2 separate regions of the Sus scrofa genome follow, and region 1 is linked to region 2. Evidence: chromatin contacts called from public Hi-C data. All regions are on one chromosome and are shown on one strand. Each heading gives the region's core, a stretch centred on a gene start, on an enhancer-like site or on the middle of the called end of the contact. The rest is flanking DNA. Distances are from core to core; before and after follow the strand shown. Region 1 has its middle 26 kb from the start of NTSR2. Region 2 has its middle 240 kb from the start of TRIB2.

Region 1 (3,006 bases), core at 302-2,801, 1.1 Mb before region 2:
GGCAAGGATCAGAGATTCTGAGGGCGGAGGGCAGACTGTGGTCGGGGCAGCCTCGTTGAGAAGGTGATATTTCAAGGGGGTGAGGAGTCGGTCATTTGATTTGGGGAAAAAGGGTTCCTGGCAACGAGACCAACCAGGGCAAGGACGCTAAGGTGGAGCGTTTGGGGACGAGGAGGAGAGCAGGGAGTCCGGGATGGATGACGGGGGAGGGGGTGGGGCATCAGGAGACGAAGTCAGGGCCAGGGTTGTCACTGCAGTGGCTGAGGTCGCCACTGTGGCCTGGGTTCAATCCTTGGCCCAGGAACTTCCACATACTGTGGGCGCGGCCAAAATAATAATAACAATAAATAAAAAGCTTGATTAAGGACTGGATGCCCAGGTGCCATTGGTGATCTTGATGAAGACAGTTCTGGTAGAACAGTGGGGGAGGCAGGGGAGCCAGACTGAAGTGGGTTTAAGAGAGAACAAGAGGAACAGAATTGAAGAAAACCAGCACAGACGACCCTTAAGCATCATTCGCCAGAAACGGAATGGGCAGCAGGTGGACAGCAGGTGAAGGGAGGGGCCTTGATAGGCAGCAAAGAGACACCCCAAAGCGAGAGTGCGTTTCGCTGTTGACTGGCTGGACGGACAGTGGGAGAGGCGGTGCTGAGTAAGAGCCCTTCGCTCTTCCCTGGTGCTGGGCGAGGGCTTCCTGGCCAGAGCAGGGGGAGGCAGGACAAAGCCAGCTTCGTCCGTGGCCCAGCCAGCCCGGGGTAGCCTGAAGGTGCTTCCTCCTGGCCCCGCATCTGGCCACAGGCCACCAGGAGCTGCTGCTCCGAGCTTGGAGGCCCTCGTGACCCGTTTCCCTGCCATGTGGATTCTCGCCCGCTTTCAGCCTTGCAAACACCCTCTGCCTTCACAGCTGAGCTCCGCTGTCACGGCCCCGTGCCTTCCACGCGCTCCTGTCCCCTCCCCTGTCACGCTCTCTTTTACATGGTTCTCCAGGTTAGCAGGGGTGGGGCCCCGGGACTCCGTCAGAACAGGGACCCCCAGCCTGTCTCTGGGTCCCCAGCCTCTGGCCCAGAAAAGGATGTTTGTTCCCAAGAGCAGAGCTGTGTCCCATGAGAACAGACACATGGTCCCCTAGCTCGAGACCCAAGAAGGGTGCACCTTTTTCTGTGGAGCTCTGGCTTGTTGCCACTTCGTATTTAAGCGGAGCTGTCATTCAACTAGGCGGCCCTGAAACCCAAGGCCCCGTGTGTGCCCCAAGGCCAGCCTCCCGCACATTCCAGAAGCCTCGCCCAGCTCATGTGTCTGTGGCAGCCCTGGGCTCTGTCTGCCCTTCAGGCTGGAGCAGCAGCAGCCTCTGGGGGCTGGGGACCAATGCTGGGGCAGGGATTGGGGTGGGGGGCTGGAAGGAGCCCCCCCAGCCACTCTGGGCCACACCAGGCTTGGGCTTCTGCATCTGCCCTTTGGCAAAAGCCTGCGGCTGGTCCGAGGCATCTGTGCATCACCGCGTAGGAATTCAGCCTGCCTCCCCAGCCCTGGGAAGCTTGTGTTCGCCAAACCTTGCTGGTTCCTTTCCTGCCTGTCGTGTGTAGTGACGAGGTCTGCCCTGGGGACAGGGAAAGGCCAGCCTCACAGGTCTTGGAGCTCTTGATTGGCTGTCTTGGTGGCTGAAAAGCTGACTCCCACCTGATTAGCCTCTTGGCTGTGGGCACCTGGCAGGCAGAGCCTGGTACCCAGCCCCTCCTGAGCCCGCCCGCTCCATTTACGGCTCTCTCTTCACCATCTCCCCAGGCCAGGAGCAAGCCCCACCACGGGTCACATGCCACTCTCAAGGGGAGCTTGTCACACTCAGCTTCAGGTAACGTGTCAACCTGGAAGAGTCCAGCTTCACACACACAGTCCCAGCCAGGGCGTAGGTGGCCTGGCGTGGCTGGAGAATGTCACTGCATCCAGCAGCCGACTGCGTGGTCATTTTCTCCCCAGCTGCTGGCCACCTTTCCCTCCAGTGCCCCTTCCCGCAGGTCCCAATTCCCCAGGGTCGTGAATGTTTGTCTTCACGGGTTAGCTCAGCCCGTGGAGCTCTGGGGCGAGGCTGGACCCGACGGGGCGCGGGGGGAGGAGGGGGGCATGTGGCATCCTGATTCTTCTGCTGTCCCTGCTCTTGGCTGCTGCCCGCGCTCCAGCCTGGCAGGGGGCCAGCGTGGCCACAGCTGTCTCGGGAGACCAGAAGCTTTCGCCGAAGGACCTGGATGAGCACAAGGTCAAGAGGCTTTCTCTGAGTTCTTTACGTAAAAGTCCTTCCCAGAATCAGGGCTGCCGTGACTCCCCCACCTCGCCCGTCTCTCCCAAGAAATGTGAGATCACCCTCCCGTGGCTGTAAGGTCCCCAGAGGCGGCAGTTTCTCCATCGTCTTGGTGGTTGTTTCTAAGTAGAAACCCACTCACTTCGGAGACAATGGATCAGGGCTTGACGTTTGCTCCCAGTCACGCCTTCCCATCTTACCTGATGCCATTCCCGTCCCCCCGTCATAAACTCTTTTCCCTCAGAGCCGCTGGATGTGTGGAGCGTGTTTCCTCTGTGGACACTGTCGGGAAAGAGTTTGCTCTGTTGGTTCTCCCTGCAGGTTTTTTATATCTTCAAAGATGAGCTTATGGAGCCAGACAAATATCGCATTGACAGATGTTATAGGAAAGCTATTTTTAAATTTTTTTATTGTTTGGACCCCCAGGCTGGGGTCCAATTGGAGCTGCAGCTGCCGGCCTACACCGGAGCCACAGCCACACCAGATCTGAGCCGCATCTGTGACCTACACCACAGCTCACAGCAATGCCAGATCCTTAACCCACTGAGCGAGGCCAGGGATCGAACCTGCAACCTCTTGGATACTAGTCAGATTCAGTAACTGCTGAGCCACAACGGGAACTCCAGGAAAGCTATTTTTATTTATTTATTTATTTTTCCAGGAAAGCTCTTTTAAAATTGAGATATAGTTGACATGCAGCATCATGTTAGTTT
Region 2 (3,235 bases), core at 590-3,089:
CCCTGTCTCCTCTGAATCATATAGAAAATAGGACGTATTCCCTCACATTGCTATCTTTCTTACCTTTTAAATTATTATTTATTTACTTTTTATTTGAGTATATTCAATTGACACTGTTGTACCGAGTTCTGACATACAGCAAAATGATTCAGTCATGTATGTGTATACATACATATGATGGGCTCTGAGCTGATCTATATATGTGCATAAAAAGTACTCATTTCCATCATGGTCTATCCCAGGAGATTGGGTATAGTTCCCTATGCTATATAATCAGGGCCTCACTATCTCTCCATTCTCAGTGTATGAGTCTGCATCTATTAACCCCAAGCTCCCAGTCCATCCTGCTCCCTCCCCCTTAACCCCAAGCTCCCAGTCCATCCCGTTCCCTCCCCCTTGGCAACCACACATTTGTTCTCTATTGCATCTTCCTCCTAAGCTTCCCAGCCATCCAGACAAGATTAAAGAAACCCAGGAAGAGCAGTCACTCCCTGAACATAAGCCATAGAGCAGCATAAAGAGTGGAAAGAGGGCTGCGCCGATAGGAATCCAAGGCCTGTACTGGAGTCCAGGCCAAGCGCTGGACTGGACGGTTTGGCCGGTGCGCTTCAGCTGTTCTACCTCTAAGATGTTCACAGGGCATTCCTCAAGAGCAAAAACAGTAGTGCCCTCCCTCTGTGTCCCCAGGCACAGTGCAAGCACTCAGTAAATAATTGTGTTTTACAGCTGACTCTCCTGATCATGGATTTGGTGATGTTTGAATGAGATAAGATTATTCATAATGCTTTTAATAAAATCATCATATGTGTATTCTATGAGTTAGTACCCCATTAAACTCGGTCCTTAAAAACACAGATTCCATGGGGGATACCCGTGGGATCAGTTGTATGTTCCAACCTAGCTCTCCTCTTTCCATAGGGTTCCTTAAACCAAACCAACAAGCTCTGGCTGCATGGTAGGTCTCAGGGCTGGGCGTCACATCCTCCAAGATTTAGAGCGCCTAGCTGGAGAGTAAACCAGTACCCTGTAGGCTAGATAGTCCTTCTCTATCTGACAAGGTTTTCTGTCCTCTTTGGTGGGCTCTGCAGCTCTGAGACAGCCACTCAGTGATGAAGGAGGAAGTCTGATATGTTCCTCCTGCCCTCAGCATCCACATGGCATGTAGGTTCCCAACTGCATTGCCCTCACAATCTACAAAACGAAAATAAAACATAAGCTTGACTCTCAGTAATTGGTGAGACAGCTATGCACTCAAGAATAAAACTATAAATTTAATAGTAAGAAAACATCTATAATGACTGAGATAGAATAGATGTGCCATGTGTTTAGAAGCAGGGGGTGTTCAAGGCCCGGAGTTGGCAGAAAATGCTTCCTGGATGCAGAGATACTTAACGTGGATCTTGAAAGAGGCTTTGTATGAGGAATGAGACTTGAAAGTAACTCTGGACCTCGGGCCTTGGGCAAGAAAAATAGCATACATTCATGTGTAATGCAGGCAGGATGAGTGTGGGGGCCAGGGGTGATTATGCAAAGAGAGAGCTGAAGATGAGAAAAGGCAGGTCAAGTAGGATCAGAATGTGGTGCTGCTTTTTTGTTGGTGACAGGAAGTCCATGATTGATGGCTTTTAAGCAGAGGAATGACATGGTCAGACTAGCGTTTTAGAAAAAAAATATTATTCTGGTAACAGTGTTTGGAAAAGGGATTGCACAAGCAGAGTAGAAATGGGAAATGAACCCTGTTGGGGTGTGTTACCCACCTAAGCTCTGGACTATGCCTTCCTGGACCAAAACATCCTCGGGGGTCAACATGGTCAGGTCAAGGAACATGGGCAAAACATCCTGCTCCCATTACACAACAGCTGCTTGGGGATCCACGGGATGAGTCACTCGTTACTGGAAGGAGTCTCAGTGGTGATGTTTAGGAAAAGCCTTTGCACACAATCTGTTTAAAGAGTGCAAAGGGCAAAAGACTTGGAATAATAATGACTGTCTGTGAAGCTGTCCCAAAAAAGTGATTAGTGGGTCTGGGTAGAAGTGCTGCTAAGTCCTGAATGAGCTGCTTGGATCAAATGATCCTTTGCCAGACCAAACTGATGGACAGGTGCATTCAGTGGGGCCTGGAGTACGTGCGTTTCTCTGCAACCCTTTGGCAGGTACAGAAACACAGCTTGTGCTCTTCCCTTTCTGTTTCCCATGCATGACTTTGGCTCCAGGTATCTTGTGAATGAAGAAAGTGGGTCAAGCAAAGGGTATATTGCTGCAATCTGTTAAAGAAAACCAAATCCTAATGCCAAGATCAGAGGAAAATTCTCCTGGGGAGTGAGCCAATGTCACTGTCTTTGCTTGGAGAAATGTGGCCAATAATTATATTTGAACTGTGAAATAGAACGTTTTTCCCTCCTCCAGCTGGCAGAGGGATCTGGACCACATCTGTTAAATATTTATCAGTAGCAGATACCAGTTTATCTTAGTTTTACATTCATGCACTGATCATCAGGGTTTTTATCTCATTAAGCTAGAAAACTGCGGGTGGGACCTGATTTCTCTTACAGAGACTGGTGTAAGTTGTAAACCAGAGTCAAAGACAGAGTGACCCCGGAGCAGATAAAACTGTGCACACAGATGCTTTGCCCCCAGCTGCCATATAAACATGTGTTTTTTTCTCTAGCAACTGGGGTCTGAATTGAACGTTTGTAATCTTAGCTAACTCCCAACATTTTGCAAAGGTGACTTAAACGTAAAACTTTTCCTAGGATGTGTTACGCTTCATGATATAGGTGCATGGTATTTATAACTCTTCAGCGTCATTGCTTTGGATGAGAGAAATTTGGTGGTGAGCCAAGCTCAGTGAGTTCAGCCTCATGCCCAAATTTTCTGATTTTTTTCCCCTTCAAACATTAAATATAACTGGTATGGCTTTAAACTTGATTATCTGAAACTACCATATTTAGCTAACTGGTTACTCTTCCAAAACTCCACCTACTTGATTTCTGGCAAGAGTGTAACATGCAAAAGGAACAACAGTATTTTTCCAATCTGTCCATTTAAATGATTCAGCTCATTAACTTTTCTTTCTGCCAACATTTTTCCCAACTGGAAGAATTATCTAACATGGATATGCTGAGACATGATGGCAAAGGGGAGAGCATTGTATCATGAAGTAAAAGAGCAAAATTCATGTTGCAGCTCTGCTAAAGGCAGCCATTTATCCCATCTGAGCCTTAAGTCCCCCTTC

Evidence for each region. Hi-C and Micro-C count contacts between places; a contact is called where the count stands out from the background.
Region 1: a contact with region 2 is called in a Hi-C map of embryonic fibroblasts, with 2.2 times the contacts expected there. The contact joins two enhancer-like sites. A contact is called at or near these places in 4 of 47 Hi-C or Micro-C datasets (embryonic fibroblasts, fibroblasts, mesenteric adipose tissue and 1 more).

Annotation. Positions count from the first base shown.
Region 1 is chr3:125,055,041-125,058,046 of Sscrofa11.1, reverse strand. It overlaps a transcript of LPIN1 not described here. Among named protein-coding and RNA genes, the nearest start is that of NTSR2, 26 kb to the left of the region's middle. Within about 2 kb of position 1,551, at least 20 of the 83 cell types and tissues checked have an H3K27ac peak or open chromatin away from gene starts, as enhancers often do. A contact at or near this core is called in embryonic fibroblasts, where this site is marked.
Region 2 is chr3:123,954,060-123,957,294 of Sscrofa11.1, reverse strand. No RefSeq gene overlaps it. Among named protein-coding and RNA genes, the nearest start is that of TRIB2, 240 kb to the left of the region's middle. Within about 2 kb of position 1,839, at least 13 of the 83 cell types and tissues checked have an H3K27ac peak or open chromatin away from gene starts, as enhancers often do. A contact at or near this core is called in embryonic fibroblasts, where this site is marked.